Linked DNA regions of Cyprinus carpio: region 2 is linked to region 1. Evidence: chromatin contacts called from public Hi-C data. All regions are on one chromosome and are shown on one strand. The core of a region is the stretch at or near the end of the contact, and the rest is flanking DNA. Distances in the headings are between cores, read along the strand shown.

The links. Hi-C and Micro-C count contacts between places; a contact is called where the count stands out from the background.
Region 2: a Hi-C map of liver shows a contact between it and region 1, with 8 times the contacts expected there. The contact joins the promoter of LOC109113825 here to the promoter of LOC109112658 in region 1. A contact is called at or near these places in 5 of 8 Hi-C or Micro-C datasets (liver and skeletal muscle).

The regions. Positions count from the first base shown.
Region 1 is chrA20:9,750,228-9,755,832 of ASM1834038v1, forward strand. It overlaps LOC109112658 (biogenesis of lysosome-related organelles complex 1 subunit 2-like), which reads left to right and starts at 2,123. Exons shown (of 5, transcript XM_019125564.2): 1 at 2,123-2,373; 2 at 2,679-2,795; 3 at 2,884-3,003; 4 at 3,228-3,332; 5 at 3,831-4,458. The coding sequence starts at 2,202. The coding sequence ends at 3,862. LOC109112960 (ubiquitin carboxyl-terminal hydrolase 24-like) reads right to left here. Exons shown (of 74, transcript XM_042777233.1): 6 at 631-897; 7 at 428-629. The coding sequence starts at 707.
Region 2 is chrA20:9,960,397-9,966,707 of ASM1834038v1, forward strand. LOC109113825 (5'-AMP-activated protein kinase catalytic subunit alpha-2) reads left to right here and starts at 3,015. Exons shown (of 9, transcript XM_042777568.1): 1 at 3,015-3,276. The coding sequence starts at 3,183. It overlaps LOC109113307 (phospholipid phosphatase 3-like), which reads right to left and starts at 860. Exons shown (of 6, transcript XM_042777567.1): 1 at 303-860. The coding sequence starts at 438.

The DNA.
Region 1 (5,605 bases), core at 873-3,372:
CTCAACAGCAAGACAGACATTAGTTTAATAATTGATCAAGAGGAAAAACACTCCATTGGCTGAATGCTTCCCTTTCAACGCGCAAATAAAAACAAAGTAAACTCTAACAAAGTCACGCGTTTAAATGCAATCTACGAACACCCATCCCCCAAGATACTACAACTTCTGCTGCCATGTGAATGAATGCCTCTGCTGAATTTCTTCGTAACCTGCTAAAGCATGCATAAGCATGTAACGTTAAGAGAAAATATCTTGACATCCTTGTCAGGTGTTGCATGCACATGCACAACAGGTAATAACGTTACATGCTTATGCAGAGGCGATAAAGGCGTGCGCGCGCCTTTCCCTCCGGTTTTTGACAGCCCCGGTGGTTCCGCCTCAAGCAACCGTGCGAATGATCCCAAATGCATGCGTTTCATAATCATACCTCACTTTCCACGACATCGTGATACGCAGGCGGAGGATCAAACCCTCCGGTGCCCGTGCGCCCGCTGCTCTCGCCGTCTCCGCTGAGGCCGGAGCTCGGGGATGGGCCGCTTTCCATCGGCTCGTAGCCGTATCCGAGTCCCGGGCTTTCGTTGGTGAGCAGCGCTACAGCCTCGTTGATGTCGTTTTTGGCCAGGCGGAGCTTTCCGGATGGCCACCGGGTCTGGGAAGCCCATGCATAACAGCGTGGTCATGTGCTGCTCCTCCTCTGTCTCCATCATGGAAGTGTGTCGATGATCCGGGCTTCAGTAAGGGGGCACATAGCACAGGCATCTGGCTGTGCACGCCGCCATGTTTACAGTCGGTGGTGCTGCTGGTATCCTGTCACGATGGATTCCCGTCACAGGCAGAGGGCAGCGGGCTGAGAGAGGGCCACGCCAAACCTGTGAAGCGGGCGACGCCAATGGAACGCTAGGAGGGTGTAGACGGATAGTCTTTTCAAAACAAAGGTACAAAAAAAAACCTTCATAATAATAATAATAATAATAATAATACATATAAATTGTAAGAAAAATGCATGTATATAAAATAATGACTTAAATAAAATAATAAAATAAAGAAACAAGCAACACAAGTAAATTAATAATACAAATAATCAGTAGATACATTCATTCAACATCATAAAGTGTGAATAATAATATTTCCCTTATCATTAATATGTGTGTGAAAATTAGTAAAATATGACTCAAAGTGTACTATATAACACACATTTCATGTTATAGTATCATTCTTTTAAAGAAGAAACTGGATATATTTTAAGTGGATTATTTATTGATCAGTTGTTTAAGTTATTAGTTTATTGTGCTTTTTGAATTAGTTTGAATTTAATGAATCAATAAAATTAAAAAAATATTTAATGTAATCTGAAATGTATTATCTTTATATATATATATGTGTGTGTGTGTGAAATGTGTATATTTCTTATGTATATATAAATGCACACACACAATATATCACGATTAATCACATAGAAATAACATTTTAGTTTATATAATATATGTGAAATGTGTATATTTCTTATGTATATATAAATGCACACACACATATATAAACACACACACACACACACACACACACACACACATATATATATTAATATTATATAAATATATTTTATATATAAACAAAACATATTTTTTTAATATATATGCATGTCTGTAAACATATTATAAAAAAAAAAAAAGCTTTTTTGACAGCACTATATATATATCACTACATTTAGAATCCACACAAAAAGACACGAGGACAAAATTCCGAGTACTAATCCAATTTCGCATTAATAATTATTTTGAAAAGCACTCGGGCGGAAATACATATCATAGAAGCTCATTGTTCTGTGCTTCACTCTTTTTAAATTGGCAGCGTTGTCACGCAGCCCCACCCATATCGGCATATGAAACGTGTTTTTGACCTATACTTTATTAATTCATGATACACCTTTAAGTTTCACATTCTGTATTTGGGAACTGTATCTGATATGCATGTCAAAAAGAATATTACATACAAAAGAAGTAAGAGTAACAAATCTGATTACTTTGTAATTGTTTTCACATATTATCGTAACGCTTCATAAATAATAAAGTGTTATCTCAGCTTCGCTACACCAGATTTTTCTTAAAAAAACAATTCGATTTAATTTCACTGCATAAGAAAAAAAGACAGAAACGAGGAGTCACGTGAAACTGGTTCTGGTCATGTGATCATGTGAGCTGAAAATGGCAGCTACAGGAGATGAGTCCGCAGTGATGGACAGCATCTGCAAAGCGCCCGCTCCCCCGACCGACCTCCAGCTCACAGCCGAGCCCGAGCCCGAGCACGAGCACGAGCAGGAGCACAGGAGAGACGATGCGACAGAGAACCCAAAAGCCAAAAGACCCAGTACTAACAGTAAGCTGCTTTTGTAAATAAATCAGCCTGTGTGCAAGTCACTGCAGCTTCATCTGTAGTAGAGATTCTCTCAGCTTTCCAGTGCAGCTATTGCAACGTCAGGTTGTGTTTGTCGCTTATTTTTGAGCGAATGCACCCTGTTTTGGGTGTTTGACTTGTTCTGTTTCCAAAGAGAACGATGCGTTTTGTGTACATTTGTCACTAGACTGTGTCTGTGTCTCAAAACCCAGTAAGCTGTCTAACTAGATAAATACATTTAGTGCTTAAAAACTCTGCTCACTAAAAGTGTCTGCTGTCTGTAACAGATGACGGAGGAGTGGAGACGGCGGAGGAGGCCACTGAACCCGCTGAACCTGATATCAATGAGCTCTGCAGAGACATGTTTGACAAAATGTCAGTTTTCTTACAGGGAGAGCTCACCGGTAATGATAATAGAAGAATAATGAATATATGTCTCTCTCTTTCTGTTTATATAGAACTCCGTGTGTAATATTTGTTCTGTTTGCTCAGCAACCTGTGAGGACTACAAGCTCCTGGAGAACATGAACAAACTCACCAGTCTGAAGTACATGGAGATGAAGGACATATCCATCAACATCAGCCGCAATCTACAAGATCTCAACCAGAAATGTGAGAAATGTGGCAGCAATATATCAAATCAACCAATGTATGTTGTTAATATGACATTAAGCTTCTTTTTTTCCCAACCAGATTGTCTTATCATAATGTTCAAAGTACACTTGTGTTTATGAACATCACTGTTATCATTGCATGCATTTATTTTTGTGCTAATAAGCGAGTATGCAAGCCATATATTGATTGTTTTAAATGATGTCCTCTTTTTTTTGCTCTAGATGCCAGTTTGCAGCCTTATCTGGATCAGATTAACCAGATCGAAGAGCAGGTTACGGCTCTGGAACAGGCTGCTTATAAACTAGACACATATTCAAAGAAACTGGGTGAGTACTAAGAGCTCTTTTACTGTTTTATTATTTGCTTTTATATATTTTATATTTAATTTGATTAAAAGCGATGAAGGACACCATTAGGTTTGTAAACACACTGTACAGAAAACAATATGATGACAGTCATGACAATAGGGTGCAAACCAGTTTATGATAATTTGATATGATAAGTTTTAGATGTATAATTTAATGAAATAATTTGTTTCTTTGTATGTAGATCTTTAGACAGTTATAGCATTACTCATATTATGTTTAAGAGATCAACAAATGCCGAGACTGGACCTTTTGAAAAATGAAATACCCCTGGATTAATCACTGAACAGTTGATTAAATGGACATTAGATGAGACCAAAATTGATGCTCGGGTCCCTTTTCCGTTATAGTAGTGAGCTCATTTTGTGAGATTAATATAACATTCAAATGTGTAACTGAATCGCTCAGTATTTTGTGTTTCACTTGTGCAGTTACTTCTATTTGTGTGTTTCTTCACAGAGGCCAAGTTTAAGAAACTGGAGAAGCGGTGAAAGTGACCAGGAACTCCTTCAAAGTAGTCCTCCTCCAAATGTATCTGGGAATCTCAGAGATTGTGTTTGTTTTATGCACTAAACAATCTTCAGACCGATATCACACACGCTATGGCAGCGTATTAGTCTCGCTAGGTTATGGATTGTGCAGCAAGTAACCTTAGGTACATAATATTGAATGCACATTTATTGATCAGATGCTACACAGGCTAGACTGCACAGGGCAGGAGTGTCAGCTTCCAGACCAACTTCTGATTTCAAAATGCATGAATATAGATAAATCTGTACAGTGTATTTACAATAGCTTGTTACAGTATATGTTGTTAAAGATGATTCACCCATTATTTTGTATGTTTGCAGTAAGAAAAGCGAATGTTTTGCTAAGCATTTGTATTACTTTTGAATTATTTTCAAAATCTTAACTAACCTAACTAAAAGGAAAAAAAAAAGTGTGAAGTGAATGTTATTACATATTTTAATAATGTGCAGCTAACAAACATCTCACAATTTCTACCTTAATTTACATTTTATACTGCTGCTTTTATGCAATTATGATTCATTGCATTACATGTTATTGATGGTATAGTCATGCAAAAGTAGTTTTTTAGGTTTATTTTTTACAATATCTGTGAAATACTGTTTCATACCTCTGTTCACGTCCACCAGAGGGCAGACGAAGCCCACACATTTTCTGCCTCAACCTTTAACCTGAATTTGAATATAAGCCACAGTGATAGATCCAGAGCCATGTATGGTGAGGTGCTCATCCACAGAGATAGTGGCCAGTGTATCATATGTTCAGGCTCCAATGTCAGTATACCGAAATAATCACTATGGGGCTGTTTCATGCACTTCAGTCCATAACCATTACTGTACTATCTTACATCTAATAATTGAAATACTGTCCTATAGTGTCATATTTTCATAATTTGAAATAGTCTAAAAGAACAAACCAAATGTATGTCTCTTTCTCGCTTCGATTTTGACCACACACATACACTTACTGTTTATAATGTCCCAGTGTTATTCTCTCTACCTAGAAAGATATTCTTACTCCCTTGATATATTTGCTCTTTAAACCTAAACACACTTGACACATAAACACAACACCGAGCCAATATAAAGACCGGATCTACTCACTGATAGCAGGTTTTCTTTATCTTTTAAAGAAGTGATATGCTGTCCTTCACGTTACTGTTATGCAGCTAACAGAAGCACTTTTTTTTTTATTACAGTATGCACTTGATTGGTGCTAGTCCTGATGTGGTACAGGTGGTACTTTGCCTTTTTAACCTCTGAATCTGGTTGAAATTTGTCAAATAACTACTGTTGGTTTGTATGACTGAAAGCTAGAAGCTTGTGGCAGTGGTGCATATATATATATATATATATATATATATATATATATAAAGCTTGTGGCAGTGGTGCACACAATAGCAGGTGGTTAATATAGCCGGTTTCCACTACAGAAAAGAAGAAAAAAATTCTTACAATTCTGACATTTTTTTTTTCCTCTGAATTCTAAATTCATATCTCACAATTCTTTTTTTTTTTTCTTTTTCTGAGAACTGAAAGTTTGCATTTGTGACTTTTTTCCCTGAATTGCCAGATATCAGTTCTGAGGGAAAAGTTAGAATTCTGAGATAATTGATTATTTAATTGTAATTGTGGAAACATTTATTATAATGGAACATTATTATATTAATTCCATATGAATTATGGAACCTTTATTATATTTCTTAT
Region 2 (6,311 bases), core at 1,765-4,264, 210 kb after region 1:
TATATATATATATATATATATACATATACACACACACATATCATAACACATAAGAATAATAATAACAATTATAATAAAAGTGATTCATTTTTAACGTTATTTTCTTAGTAGCCTATGTATATTGAGATATATTTAAAATAATACATAAACAACAATATAAATAACACCATAAAAATTAAACCACTTTCACATTAGAGAGTGTTCAATTGCAAACTACTATTATGTAAATCTGCGTATGGTGCATTGATTTTAGACATAATGCGGGTTTTACTGTTACAAATGTTTGTGTGTTGGACACTCACCCAGAACAAGGCAGAAGATGTCTAGTGCTATCAAGAGTTTCCTCTTGCTGTTGTCTACGCCGTTGTTATTTAACGTGGATGTTCCTCCGTTTCTTGTTTCGGGTGCCATCGCCTTCTCATACATATAGTTTTGCATTTGAGAGAGTTCCTCCGGATGTCTTTCTCCTAAAATCCCAGAGATTTCAGTGGTCTTGTCAGCAAGAACGTGTCGTATAGAGTTTGAGGGAGTTAAAGTCCCGGCTTTTTAAGTGGGAAGACGTCCTGAAAAGTTAGTGAAAACAATGAGTTGTCCGTGCAATCAAGTTCATTCAACTTTGTCCGGTGAAGCCGCAGTGTTCCGGAGCGGTAAGTTACCTTTCTGAATGATGAGTCGCTTTGAGTCGGTTAGTTAAGTTTAGTTCTGGTTCTAGGCTACTTGAAGGTTTGAACTGAGAGCGGCGTTTTAAAACTAGGAGATGAACTCCAGTTTATGAATCCTCCTCTGGGCTCCACCTCCTTTCCTTCAGTAAGCGTTCGCCCCCCTTCTCCTGTCCTGAGCCGCGCTGGATGAATGAAGCCCTCAGCCCTCCAGGACACAGCGAGCTGCACTGCCCCCAGCGCCCGCTGCTCGGAACCGTGACCACGCCGCTCTCTCATTTACCGGGAAGTCACGTCGCGGGGCGTTAAAGGGAGCAGAAAGCCTGTGGGTTTCGATTTCCTCTGATAAATCATTTCATCCCTTGATATTCTATGTGTCATTCATAAATAGTATAAGTAATGAAAGTAGTATTCATAAAATGCATTTCCTTTAAAAAATGTAAATACTTTGATTTTTAAACAATTTTTGTTAATAATAGCCTAATAATAATAATAATAAACAATTTCTTGAAACTCTGTATTTAAATGTGCTTTGTGGCAAATTTTCGTATTGTCCACGGTGTTGTACTAAATTAATGGGTTTTTAGTTTATTAAACCATTTGTCTGTTATTATTTATTTATTTAGTGAGTGATCCAAAACACATTAAATGTAAAGGATGTGAAACTCTAAAGCACAGGGAAAAGCTGCAATAGAAGTGGTCTTTAAAAATGTAAGCATGGTAGAAGTTCAACTTTTTGCAGGACAATGATCCCACCCATAAAGATTAAATTAACATTTGACTAGCAACAGCACAGTGAGGAAAATGGCCTACAATGGCCGTGTCAAAGACCCCAATCCAACAGAGGATCTAGGCACTATATAAGATAATTGTGGTGTTCAAGAATCAATTGACTAAACTGCAGGAAACCTAAAATAAATAAATAAATTATCATGCTATTGCAGCAAAGGTGGCTTGAACACAACTCTTTCTTTCTCTTTCTTTTATGCATATCCCAATGTAGTCACATGTATTTTCTAATATAACCCCCACCCCCAAATATAAAGCTATTCTTGGCTTGAATCAGGATGCCGATAAATTGGATGCCACTGTAACATCCCTCCACCTCAACACTGATGAAGCACTTCCATCTAGAGGTGAAAAGCATGTAATACACTAATACGCTTGAATAATATTAGACCAGTTGTTCCCAGGCTCCAAGACCTGAAATAAGTGTGTCAGACAAGGACACATGCAAAATGTGCAGTGCTGTGTAATATATATCTCAAATAAACCGTTTCAGTTGTGTACAGCGCATATAGCCTTTACACATAAGTCAACTTCTGACAATCCATGACTGTGCAAGTTACAAAATGTAGCCTACAAAAATGTGCCAATGTACGACTTTAAAGACATGTTGGAGGGCACTGGTTTACTGGGACAAATAGACTAAACTATATAACTGTATATATAACTTATAAGAATAATTTTATCTGTTCAACACATTTAGATTCAACATGTTCACTTACTAATAACTATTTACTTATAAAATACTGTAATACTATTACTTACATGAACTCAGATCAGGCTTGATTTTGCCTGGTATTATAAAGGTTTTTGTAAATATATGACAACAAAATCTGTTGATAAAAAATTGTGCAGCTGTGAAATTGTATGATTTTTTATTTTTATTTTAAATTAACACTTCCTTGTCACGACAGTAGTTATGTTTCTTTAAACAACACACATCTCTTTATATTTTATATTTTCTAGCTTTATTATATTATTTTACTCTATGAAGTAATGTGTTATTATGGTTATAAAAAGTCTTAAATGCCCAGTAAATGTCATGTAATGTCACAATGTTTATAAAAAAAAAGAGATAAAAATCAAATGAAATGGTATGTTGTAGTTATGTTATTATAAAATGGTTATTATAGTTAGGGCAATTATAGTTAACTAAAACTAAAATAAACGATTTAATTAATATTTATAGCAGCTAGTTGCCAAAGCAACATTCCTCATTTTCATTTCATTGAACTTGATGAACTAAAATAACTCGAACTGAAATAAAATGAATAAAAACTATGTAAAATAAATAAATAAATAAATAAATAAATAAATAAATAAAAAAAAAAAACATGCATGATAAAATGCACAACAAAAACACTAGGCTAAAATTATAAAGGAAATATAAAAATAAAAAGCAATTCAAAATATGTATAAAAACTATAATAGTATATAAAAACTAACAATATAATTATACTAAACCATCACTGATGAAGTGGAAATGTTGTTATATTTAACTGTAAGTAAAGCTGTGACGTGTAGGCTATGTGAGGTAACCAGTGAGGGGAACAGTCTTGTTTACCTAAACCGCCCCCTTTCCCAGCAGTTAACGCCTTATCAGCTGATCCGAGAGCTGTCTGTATGTGTAGAGTTTACAGAGTTCCCCTGAAGCTGAATTCAGATCAGCACTTAGAGGGGTTTAGTAAAGCTCAATCCTGCCTCCTGTGAGGCAGCCCGAGGATCTCACGTAGTAAAATGGCTGAAAAGCAGAAACACGAAGGCAGGGTAAAGATAGGACACTACATCCTCGGAGACACGCTGGGAGTCGGGACATTTGGAAAAGTGAAGAGTTAAGTCTATGCATTTACTATACGTGTTTGAATGTTGCATGGGACGGAAGTGCGAACGTATGTTTTCGGGGTGGCTAGTGCTGAACTTGCCGGCGGACGTTCTGCGCAATTTACGTAGCATGGATTGCGTAGGAAGAGCCTCCGCTAACGTCCTCCAGGCGCATAGAGTGCGTAGGCTGTTAGTGAATACGACGCAGAGCTGAAAAATTCTTTCAGCACCACAGTAGACGCTACACTTGCAATCGTGTTTGTGTACATGTTTAATATCACAGCATTTGGGAAACTATCTGTCATTTCGGGAATATATAGGTCTCACGTACTTACGCCGCCTCAATATTTGATATTTTACACATTTTAATGCAATGTCATCCTCCCTGAAGTGCGATCATTCATTGGGCTGCGCTCTTTTAATGTTTTTTTTTTTTTTCGCATAAATTTCAAGCACCCAAATTGTTGAATCTTTAAAACGTTTGTCTCAAACGTATATTCTTCAGATTATTTGAAAAGCAGCACCGGAATAAATGCTATATTTAGTGTATTTTACCTGCAGCGCTGCTTTGACCTTGCAGTCATTTTCTATTCTAAGTGCGACTGGAAATGCCGCTCATTTTGCAAATGACGTTTCGCACGGATATGGTGCCCTGTGTGCATTATTTCACCTCAAGAACAACAAATGCTGTGTTTTCAAAACTACTGAGATGCCTGCCTAGACAGCATGTTTGCGTGTGCAGAATTTTTAGACTGTAAAACATTCCCATTCATCTCAGTGGTTCTTGCTCAGCTGCTACAGGAACCCAGGTGTCTGACAGGCAGGCCCCCTGGAGAATCATTCCCTTCTTACCCCAGCGTCATTCTATAGAGTGCAACAGGGCCCACCCACTTTTTCAGTGGCCATGGTTCCTGAAGTATTTTTTTCTCATTGGGACTTTTGAAAAGTCTGTTTAAGAGCCATAAACCAAAACAATTAGTGTTAGAAGTTTTGATTTGAAGCAAAAAAGCACTCAAAAATCAGAAAAAAAGACAAAGGAACAAGACTGGACCTCGAGGGCCATAGTTGAGAACCCCTGGCGTGCTTAATGGCCTTAATTCGAGAAAGAATTACAATCCCATGACGCATTGCGAATGACAAATTAAAATTTAAAGACATAATCTTATATTCATTTTTATTGCATATTATGTTGCATATTATGCATAGTTTTATGTATTCTGAGAGCGTAGGGAATGATGTATTCATTCGCACTTCTCCACAAAGAGTGGGCGGGCACTAAACTGTTCTTTTGGCATGATGTGCTTGTCAGATCTCTGATTGGCGGAGATTACTCTGCAGAAGAATTTTAGATTTTTTTTTACCAGATATGCAAACTTTTAAATTTTTTCATGCTTCTCAAAAGCGGAAGTTGTCATGGGTATCCTCTGCCGTGATGAATGGGAACTACAACAAATATTGCTTTTGTGTTCCCATTTGCTCCAATAGCGAAAGAAAAGAAAAGTGTTATGCAAATCTTCCCACATCATGACATAGACATGTGGGGGTGTGTTTAAATGAGGCGTTTTAGGAGGGCGTGGACAAGTCTTAACTTTTATAAAGAATATCTCTTTGGGTTTGAGACTTTAGTCTTTGCAACTTTAGAGATCTATTCATGAACAGATTGTAACACTCCAAAGAGAAAGGACAACTTGAAATCGCATCATATGCCCACCTTTAAAGGTACCTGGCTATTTTGATTAAGAAGAAAAATATAGGTATTGCAATGCATTTTTGAACAGGTACAGGCTAAGTTGTCTGCTTTCTTCGTCCAGATACACAGATAGAAGATTCTCCTTGCCTTTAGATAATGAAGAGACATGTATGTTTATAGGGGTTATTGCTGTCTAGGTAGACAGGTTGTTTTTTGAATTTTGAGACAAATCCAAAGTTTAACACTAGCAAAAACAGGTTGAACACTGCATTATTCATCAATCACCAGTAGAGCAAACGTCCTTGAGGAGAGGCTAAGGAATTTTATCAAGTTTAACAGCCTTATTAGGCTCCACATGAGATCCCATGACTGGGGTTTACAGTAAGTTCATTCAAGTGATGTAACTTATCAGAGAAACCCACACAAGCTAACAAATAATCCACCGTAATACTGAAAACAGTTTATTAACAGTTTAAAAACTGCTTATTCATTGCCAGTAAAGACTGCAGGTCCTGCATTAGAGCAGTGCTGTGTGTTATATGAATATAGCCACTTAAACTCTCTCCATACTGCATGCTTAGGGTGTCATTGGACTTAAATATCCACAAGGGAAGCACATTTGTTTGCAAGTGTCCCTTCAACTGTTAGTAGACATGGGTGCAGCACTGACTATTCATTATTTCATTTATGTAGCTCAGGCAGTGAATGGAGTATCCTATTTTGTCACTGTAAAAATCCTAACCTAAAAATACAGCTTTATTTAGGTCTGAAATATTACTTAATATGATGGAATCAACCTGACTACATTAGGTTATACCAATCAAAGTCATTTTAAGGGTCAGAATATGGAGAAATAGCTCCAACAAATCTGCATTTGTACTTTTTTTTGTACTTTTTTTCTTATACCACAAGATTTTTATGTAAATAAGGCTAACAAGACTAACAAGAATTTCAGTGTTAACATGTAATGTGACCTACATGAATATATATATATATATTTTTTTATAAATATGACTATATATAATCATATTTAAAAAAAAAAAAAAGCATATTCATGCACATTTATGTATTTCCGACAATTATCTTTTTGAAATAAATGCTGTTGTTTTGAACTTTCTATTCATCAAAGAAGCCTGATTATTATATATACTGTATATTATTAGAATGTTTTTTTTAAAGGATCATGTGACACTGATGAATTCACTAGTGGCTGCTGAAAATTCAGCTTTAATAAATTAGAATAAATTACCTTTTAAAACATAATAGATATTTTAAATTATATTAGATATAAGAAACAGTTATTTTAAATTGCAGCATTCTTTTTACAATATTACTGTTTTACTGTATTTTTTAAT